Regions from separate parts of the Pan troglodytes genome. Here region 1 is linked to region 2. Evidence: chromatin contacts called from public HiChIP or PLAC-seq data. All regions are on one chromosome and are shown on one strand. Each heading gives the region's core, a stretch centred on a gene start, on an enhancer-like site or on the middle of the called end of the contact. The rest is flanking DNA. Distances are from core to core; before and after follow the strand shown. Region 1 holds the start of USP4 (ubiquitin specific peptidase 4). Region 2 holds the start of KLHDC8B (kelch domain containing 8B).

Region 1 (3,442 bases), core at 724-3,223, 170 kb after region 2:
CCTCTGTTTACCCTGCCTTTCACAAACTGGTTAGCTCAAGGTGAACACATAAGCTGTTATCTGTACTCCTCCTAACCCCAATTTTTCTATTCTCCTGCTCAATTCCGCGGCAGATCATCACCACAATGATTTCTTAAAGATAGGTAACACTCGGGCCGAGCACGGTGGCTCCCACCTGCAATCCCAGCACTTTGGGAGGCCGAGGCGGGTGGATCATAAGGTCAAGAGTTTGAGACCAGCCTACCCAACATGGTGAAACCCGGTCTCTACTAAAAATACAAAAAATTAGCTGGGTGTGGTGGCGTGAGCCTGTAATCCCAGCTACTCGGGAGGCTGAGGCAGGAGAATCGCTTGAACCCGGGAGGCGGAGGTTGCCATGAGCCAAGATCACGCCACTGCACTCCAGCTTGGGCAACAAGAGTGAAACTCCATCTCAAAACAAAACAAAACAAAACAAACAAGATGGGTAACAATCATACTCGATGCAAAGTCTAGCCTTAGTTTTTCTACTCCTACACAATTACACCACCCAGGAATCTCTCCAGTAGTACAAAGTATTGTCCCCTCTACTAAACAATCTATTAAGATGCCTAATAACTCAGCCTGGGTCTTCTAAATTCTGGACCCTTCATCTTCTATCTAGCTCCAGGACCTAGGCTATCCTCCTCTCCCACTCCAAGATACTGCTGCCGCAAATATTTTTGACACTTGCTACCAAAATAATCGGGGTTCTCAGACATTTGTTCAGCTTCTGACCTTGACATCTGTTGGCAGTTTACAAGTTACAAAGTATCTACTTCTGATTTTCCCCTCAACCCACTGAGGTCGGTGAGCCAAATATTGCTATCCTGGTTTTAACAGTGAGGAATCCAGGTCTGTGACACCTTCGCCCAAGGTCACACGGCGAGTCCTCATGGTAAAGGGCTCTCCCCACCCTTAGGGTCCCCACCAACCTTCCCCTTCACCACATCCCTCCTCCTGGCCCCCGCCGGGCCCGCCCCCTAGGGCTCCAAATGAACTGAGACGACACTCAGGCCCCGCCTGCGCTTTCCCAGAGCTGATCCTGGAGTTATTCTCCTGAGGGGCAGGTGTCAGGCTACTCTTTCAGGGTCACTACATACCATCCCCGCCCAGCCCCTACTCTAGCCGAGAAAAAGGAGGCCCCTTTTTCTCGGTCCCTGGTTCTGCATAGAGGAAGAGCGAGCCGGGAGCTCACCACTGCGCCCCGCGTTGGAGTGTGGTCCTCATTAAGGCTCCAAGCTCGGACTTCTGAGTCTCCGCATCCGGTCGCTCACGGCAGCCTCCACCTTCCGCCATCTCGTCCGCGGCCCCGGCCCAGCCGGCCCGGACATCCGCCCCGCGCGCGGCGTGCTATAGACCGCGCCCACGCACGCACGCTCGCGTGCCCGCCCCTGCCCCACCTCGAGCCGCGGCCTTCGGCTCCTGCAGCCGCTGTCTTTTCTCCCCTCCGCTCTCGCGCCACCTAGCTCACCGGCGAACAGTGGAGCGGAAAGGCACATGCGAGAGGGGTGGGCGGGGAGCAGCAGCTGCTACTTCCTCCCGCCCTGCCGCCCGCTACGCGGCCGTCGGGCGCCCCTTCCTCTGCTCAGGATGGCGCTACACTTCGAAGCTCTGTTCAGCCCGCCGATCTCAGGGAGTTAGACAGCAAGCCCACGACCCATCGGGCACCCCAACCTGGCCTTCGAGGTTATCGTGGTCCTAAATAAATGCAGGCCAAGTGCGAGAAGCCCGGTAGTTAGGTCTGCTCATTCTCACCCCTGCAATTCCGCTTTCAGCTGGAGGCCTTAGGCGAGTCAGCTGCCCAAACGTGGGATCGGGGCTCCTGCTCCAGCGGCTCTACAGGGATTTCGGGAAGTACCATGTGCACCAGCGCCTTGGGACCAAGACTCAATGGTGTGTTGTAGTCATTAACAGTCGCCTTAAACAATCGACGCCAGAGCCACCTGGCCCACCGCAGAATTCCGTCAGCTCTTCATACTGAGCTACTTGCCAAGCAGCCACAGAGGGGCGATAGCAACAGGGGAAGGAGAGGTACTCCACATTAGTTACCCAGGCGTGTACTTAGTTCCTGGAACAAGATACAACGTCCTGAACACTATGTTTTCCAGTCGCCCCGCTCACACACACAACCCTCCTCTTGGAGGGAGAAGTAAACCCAGAGGAAAGAGGAAGTCAGGCAGTTGGTCTAGATGCGTCTCCATACACTTGTCTAACAGTCCTTGTCCTCAGAGAAAAATAAGACCTAGTTCCTGCCCTCATAGAATCTAGTAGAAAAGAAGAGATGTTACAGAAATAACCTCAATGCCTAGCAGTATGTGGTAAGTGCCATTAAAGTGTGTGAACCAGGCCGGGCGCGGTGGTTCAAGCCTGTCGTCCCAGCCCTTTGGGAGGCTGAGGCGGAAGGATAGGTTCAGCCCAGGAGTTAGAGACCAACCTCGGCAACATAGCGAAATCCCGTCTCTACAAAAAAATACAAAAATTAGCCGGGCAGTGGCTCGCGTCTGTGGTCCCAGGTACTTGGGAGGCTGAGGTAGGAAGATCCCTTGAGCCCAGGAGGTCGAGGTTGCAGTGAGTCGAGATGGCGCCACTGCACTTGAGACTGGACGGCAAAGTGAGACCCTGTCTCAAAAAAAAAAAAAAATACAAATAAAGGGTGTGAACCGGCCGGGCGCAGTGGCTCACACCTGTAATCCCAGCACTTTGGGAGGCCGAGGCAGGAGGATCACCTGAGGTTGGGCATTCGAGACCAGCCTGACCAACGTGGAGACCGAAATGTCTTAAAAAAAAAAAAAAAAAAAAAAAAAAAAAAAAAAAAAAAAAAAACGGGCGTCCAGCGCGGTGGTTCATATTTGTAATCCTAGGACTTTGGGAGGCCGAGGCGGGCAGATCACGAGGTTAGGAGTTCGAGACCAGCGTGGCTAATATGGTGAAACCCCTTCTCTACTAAAAATACAAAAAAAAAAAAAAAAAAAAAAATTAGCCGGGCGTGGTGGCCCACACCTAGTCTCAGCTACTCGGGAGGCTAAGGCAGAAGAATCGCTTGAACCTGGGAGGCAGAGGTTGCAGTGAGCCGAGATTGCGCCACTGCACTCCAGCCTGGGCAACAGAGCAAGACCCCCTCTAAAAAAAAAAAAGGGGGTGTGAACCAAAGGCTGTAGAACGCCAGGCACAACCCCTGCTCTCATAGGAAGCCTTTGACTTGAGTAGCATTTGAGTGTGGTATTGAAAAAAAAATGCTGGCAGAATAAAGATGAGGATGCATGTTACAGGAGGGGAGACTCAAGGGACCAGAAGATAATTTCTGGAAAAGGCAGGACAGGATCAGAGAGTGGGGATTAGGCCAGTTGAGCCGGGCACTACAACGCTACAACAGCCTAAGGGGATCTAAAGCTAGAAAGGAGGCCAGACAGACCATATATCC
Region 2 (3,309 bases), core at 144-2,643:
CTCGGGAGGCTGAGGCAGGAGAATCATTTGAAACCACCGGAAGGCGGAGGTGGCAGTAAGCTGAGGTCACGCCACTGCACTCTAGCCTGGGCAACAAGAGTGAAACTCCGTTTCAAAAAAAAGATTTTGAGAGGTGGGCTGGGCGCGGTGGCTCATGCCTGTAATCCCAGCACTTTGGGAGGCTGAGGTGGGCGGATCACGAGGTCAGGAGATCGAGACCATCCTGGCTAACACGGTGAAACTCCATCTCTACTAGAAATACAAAAAAAAAAAAAAATTAGCCGGGCATGGTGGCAGGCCCCTGTAGTCCCAGCTACTCGGGAGGCTTAGACAGGAGAATGGCATGAACCTGGGAGGCGGAGCTTGCAGTGAGTGGAGATGGCACCACTGCACTCCAGCCTGAGTGACAGAGCGAGACTCCATCTCAAAAAAAAAAAAATAAATAAAAAATAAAGATTCTCAGAGGCAGGACAAACAGCAGGAGGGAGTTGAGGTCACAAGGGGCAAAACTTTGAAGATGCTAGCAAGATTTAGTGAAGGACCACAGGCACATATAGTTTTAGCTATATGGTATTTCATGATGACTTTTCCAAGAACAATTTTTGGGGAGGAGTGGCAGCACATTGAGGTGACAAGTAACAAGGAGGTGGAGCCTGTGAGGACAGATGGCTTCAAGAGTTTGACTGGAGGGGAGGAAGGGGAGACTAGAGAGACTTGGGGTGTTGGGAGGTATCTAAAGGCAAGTGGCTCATAAGTGTTTAATTGCTGGAAAGGAGGGGGAGGGAGCTTGGAAAGGGAACAGTAGCAAATGTGAAGGGGGCTGCAGAGCAGTGTGAGCCTCTTGGAAGCCTATTGGCAATCACAAGAGGGTGGAAACAGTGCCCCAAGTGAGGGCACTGAAGAGCAAGTCCAAGGTGAAGTGGGACAAGGAGGATTGAGGCCTTCAAGTCAGGGTCTGTGCACTCTGTAACCAGCCTTGGCACCACCATTTCTGTGCAGGCCGACTGAATCCAACTGACAGTCCCTGAAAAGAGCAAAGGCTCTCTTCTCCGGTCATGCGGAAGGGTCTACCCATAGACTTCTGGGAAGGCCAGATGTGAGGGAGGCCAGGGAGTTAATAGGTAATGCCCCCAAACAGCTCTCAACCCATGACTAATGGAGATTTGAGAATGAGTATCTCAGCTCCCCTTGCTCTTGGGGGCAGCAATGATGTAAGGCCTATGTTCTACGCTGGCTCCCAGAATCCCCAGCAGGATTTGGTCCCAATGGCCCACAGTGGTAGCTTGCTTGATGACACTTCCTTTATTGGCTGCTTTCCTTGTCTCCTTGCCACTGCTGGTGTTTCTTGGCCTCACCTCCCATACTAACTATATGCATGTATATCTTTGTCCAGGTCTGCTTTGGGGGAAACTAAGATAAGCACTGTCCATGAAAGGGGGACAAGGCAGTGAGCAGACACAGACAACTGCAAGGACCTCTTCCCACAGGTACCACTGACCTGTACAAATGGGCCCTCAGCTTGAAGACTTAGCTAATACTCTGAATGCTCAGAAGATAGGCAGGGCCAAGGTCTGGGCCTGAGGTAGGTGGGCCCGTCACACTAGTTTGCTCTTGCTTGACCCCAGAGTTGGTTAGAGGCAAGCTCAGGATACTAAAAATGGATAGTTATAATGTGCCTTGGGTCCCAGAGTAGCCCAGGTCTCTCAGGCCCTACAGGATGAGGCCAGAGTGACCCACTGGGAGGTCCCCTGGCCTCTGACTCTTCCAGCACATTCTCTGCTCAGTATCACTCCTTCCAGGAATTCTCCCCACCCAGGTTTGTAGAAGGGCCGGTGCCTTCTGTTCCTCCACCCCCGCTAGCCTCAGTGTACACTGTAAGACCTATTCCTGCTTTATGCCCAGGTAAGGGCGCCCCAGGCTGCCCCCACACGACAGAGGCCCAGGCCATGTCCCCAGTGGCCTCCAGGGGGCGCCGCCGGGAAGCCTGTCATTGGGCTCCTGGGAGCTCCGCGGAGGTGGGCAGGCGCCGGCCCCTCAAGCCCTCGGGTTCGGCTGGCCTGCTCGACACAGCGGGCGCACCCAGGCTGGGTCGGGCTCAGAACTGCCCCTTGCCATACACGTGTTGTGTCGCTCGCCGCTGCCTCATTTCTACTCTTGCCCGAGGTCGGACGCTAAATTCTGTCAGGCCCAGTGTCCACGTGTCCGTTTATCTGTCCGTTTGCATATGACCGTAGATCGGCACGCCCTGCTCCAGCTGCGGCATGTGCAGGGTTAAGGCGAGAGGAGGTTTCCCTGAGTCGGAGGGGGAGGGGGGCGAGGGGCGGACCTGGCCCAGCCCCGCCCCGCGCCGGAGCAGTACCGGAGCCCCGCCAGAGCCCGACTTCAGCCCCAGCCAGATCCGGCGTCAACGGAGGCGGAACGGTGGACCCCGTACCCTGGCAGCATCGGAGCACCGGCGGGTGAGTCCCGCGGGAACCGCGCTCAGGGGAAGTTTGGGGCGCGGGGTGTAGAACCCCAAGCGCGTTAGCCCAGACCCGCCCCCCACATCCTTGAGCTGGAAGTTTGGGGCCAAGAGGCCCTCCTGCCAGGGGTCCAGGAGTGTAGCCACCAAGAGAAAGGGGTGGCTGGAGAACTTGGGGATCTCCTGCGAGGGAACCCAGAAGTCCAGCTGCCCATTCCTGCTGGAAACGCCCTGGACTCAGACCCTGGAGTCCTGTGGTCATGAGATTTCTCCAACGGCCCCCCGCCCCAACCCCACTTCTGGACACCAGGGAATCTGGCTTCTGGGGGGTTTGGAATGGGCAAACTCCTGAGGGGGGACCTCGAGAGGAGAGTGTGGAACCCTGGTGTTTAGTCCTCCCCCTAGTCTGAAACACACCCTGACTCTGGTCTTTTACTAGTGGGAATGGTTTAAATTAACCCTGTGGAATGGCCCCCAGGATGTTGTAAGGATACTCTGGAGTCTGACCCCTGACAGCAGGCGTGGGGACCCCCAGGCTGCCCAGGGCACCCTGGAAGCCAGTAAGGACTCCCCTCATGCAGGACCAGCGTGAGGCTTGTTGAGGGGAAAGGAAGGGTCCTGGATGGAGAGTCCTGTTCTAGTCACCTTACTACTGCCCTCCTAGACCCAGATTTGACCCAGTTGCTGAGTGGTTTGGGTAGTGGGTGAGAAGGAGAATCCTTCATGCCTCCATGGGAAAGGGGAAAGGCTCCTGGGTACCTGGGGCCTGCCCTCCTTCCCACTCCAGGAGGGCCTCCACAGTGGTGTGCTAGCCAGAGGGGTTGGGTTCTCCCCCTGCCTTTCCCACC

The links. HiChIP or PLAC-seq counts read pairs in DNA pulled down with a chosen protein or histone mark.
Region 1: a contact with region 2 is called in an H3K4me3 HiChIP or PLAC-seq map of stem cell-derived excitatory neurons, with 2.6 times the contacts expected there. The contact joins the promoter of USP4 here to the promoter of KLHDC8B in region 2. A contact is called at or near these places in 1 of 7 Hi-C or Micro-C datasets (stem cell-derived neural progenitor cells) and 1 of 1 datasets of contacts at active chromatin or transcription factors (stem cell-derived excitatory neurons).

What each region holds. Positions count from the first base shown.
Region 1 is chr2:53,370,755-53,374,196 of NHGRI_mPanTro3-v2.0_pri, forward strand. It overlaps USP4 (ubiquitin specific peptidase 4), which reads right to left and starts at 1,974. Exons shown (of 22, transcript XM_001163445.8): 1 at 1,217-1,974. The coding sequence starts at 1,317.
Region 2 is chr2:53,201,403-53,204,711 of NHGRI_mPanTro3-v2.0_pri, forward strand. It overlaps KLHDC8B (kelch domain containing 8B), which reads left to right and starts at 1,394. Exons shown (of 6, transcript XM_526201.9): 1 at 1,394-2,459.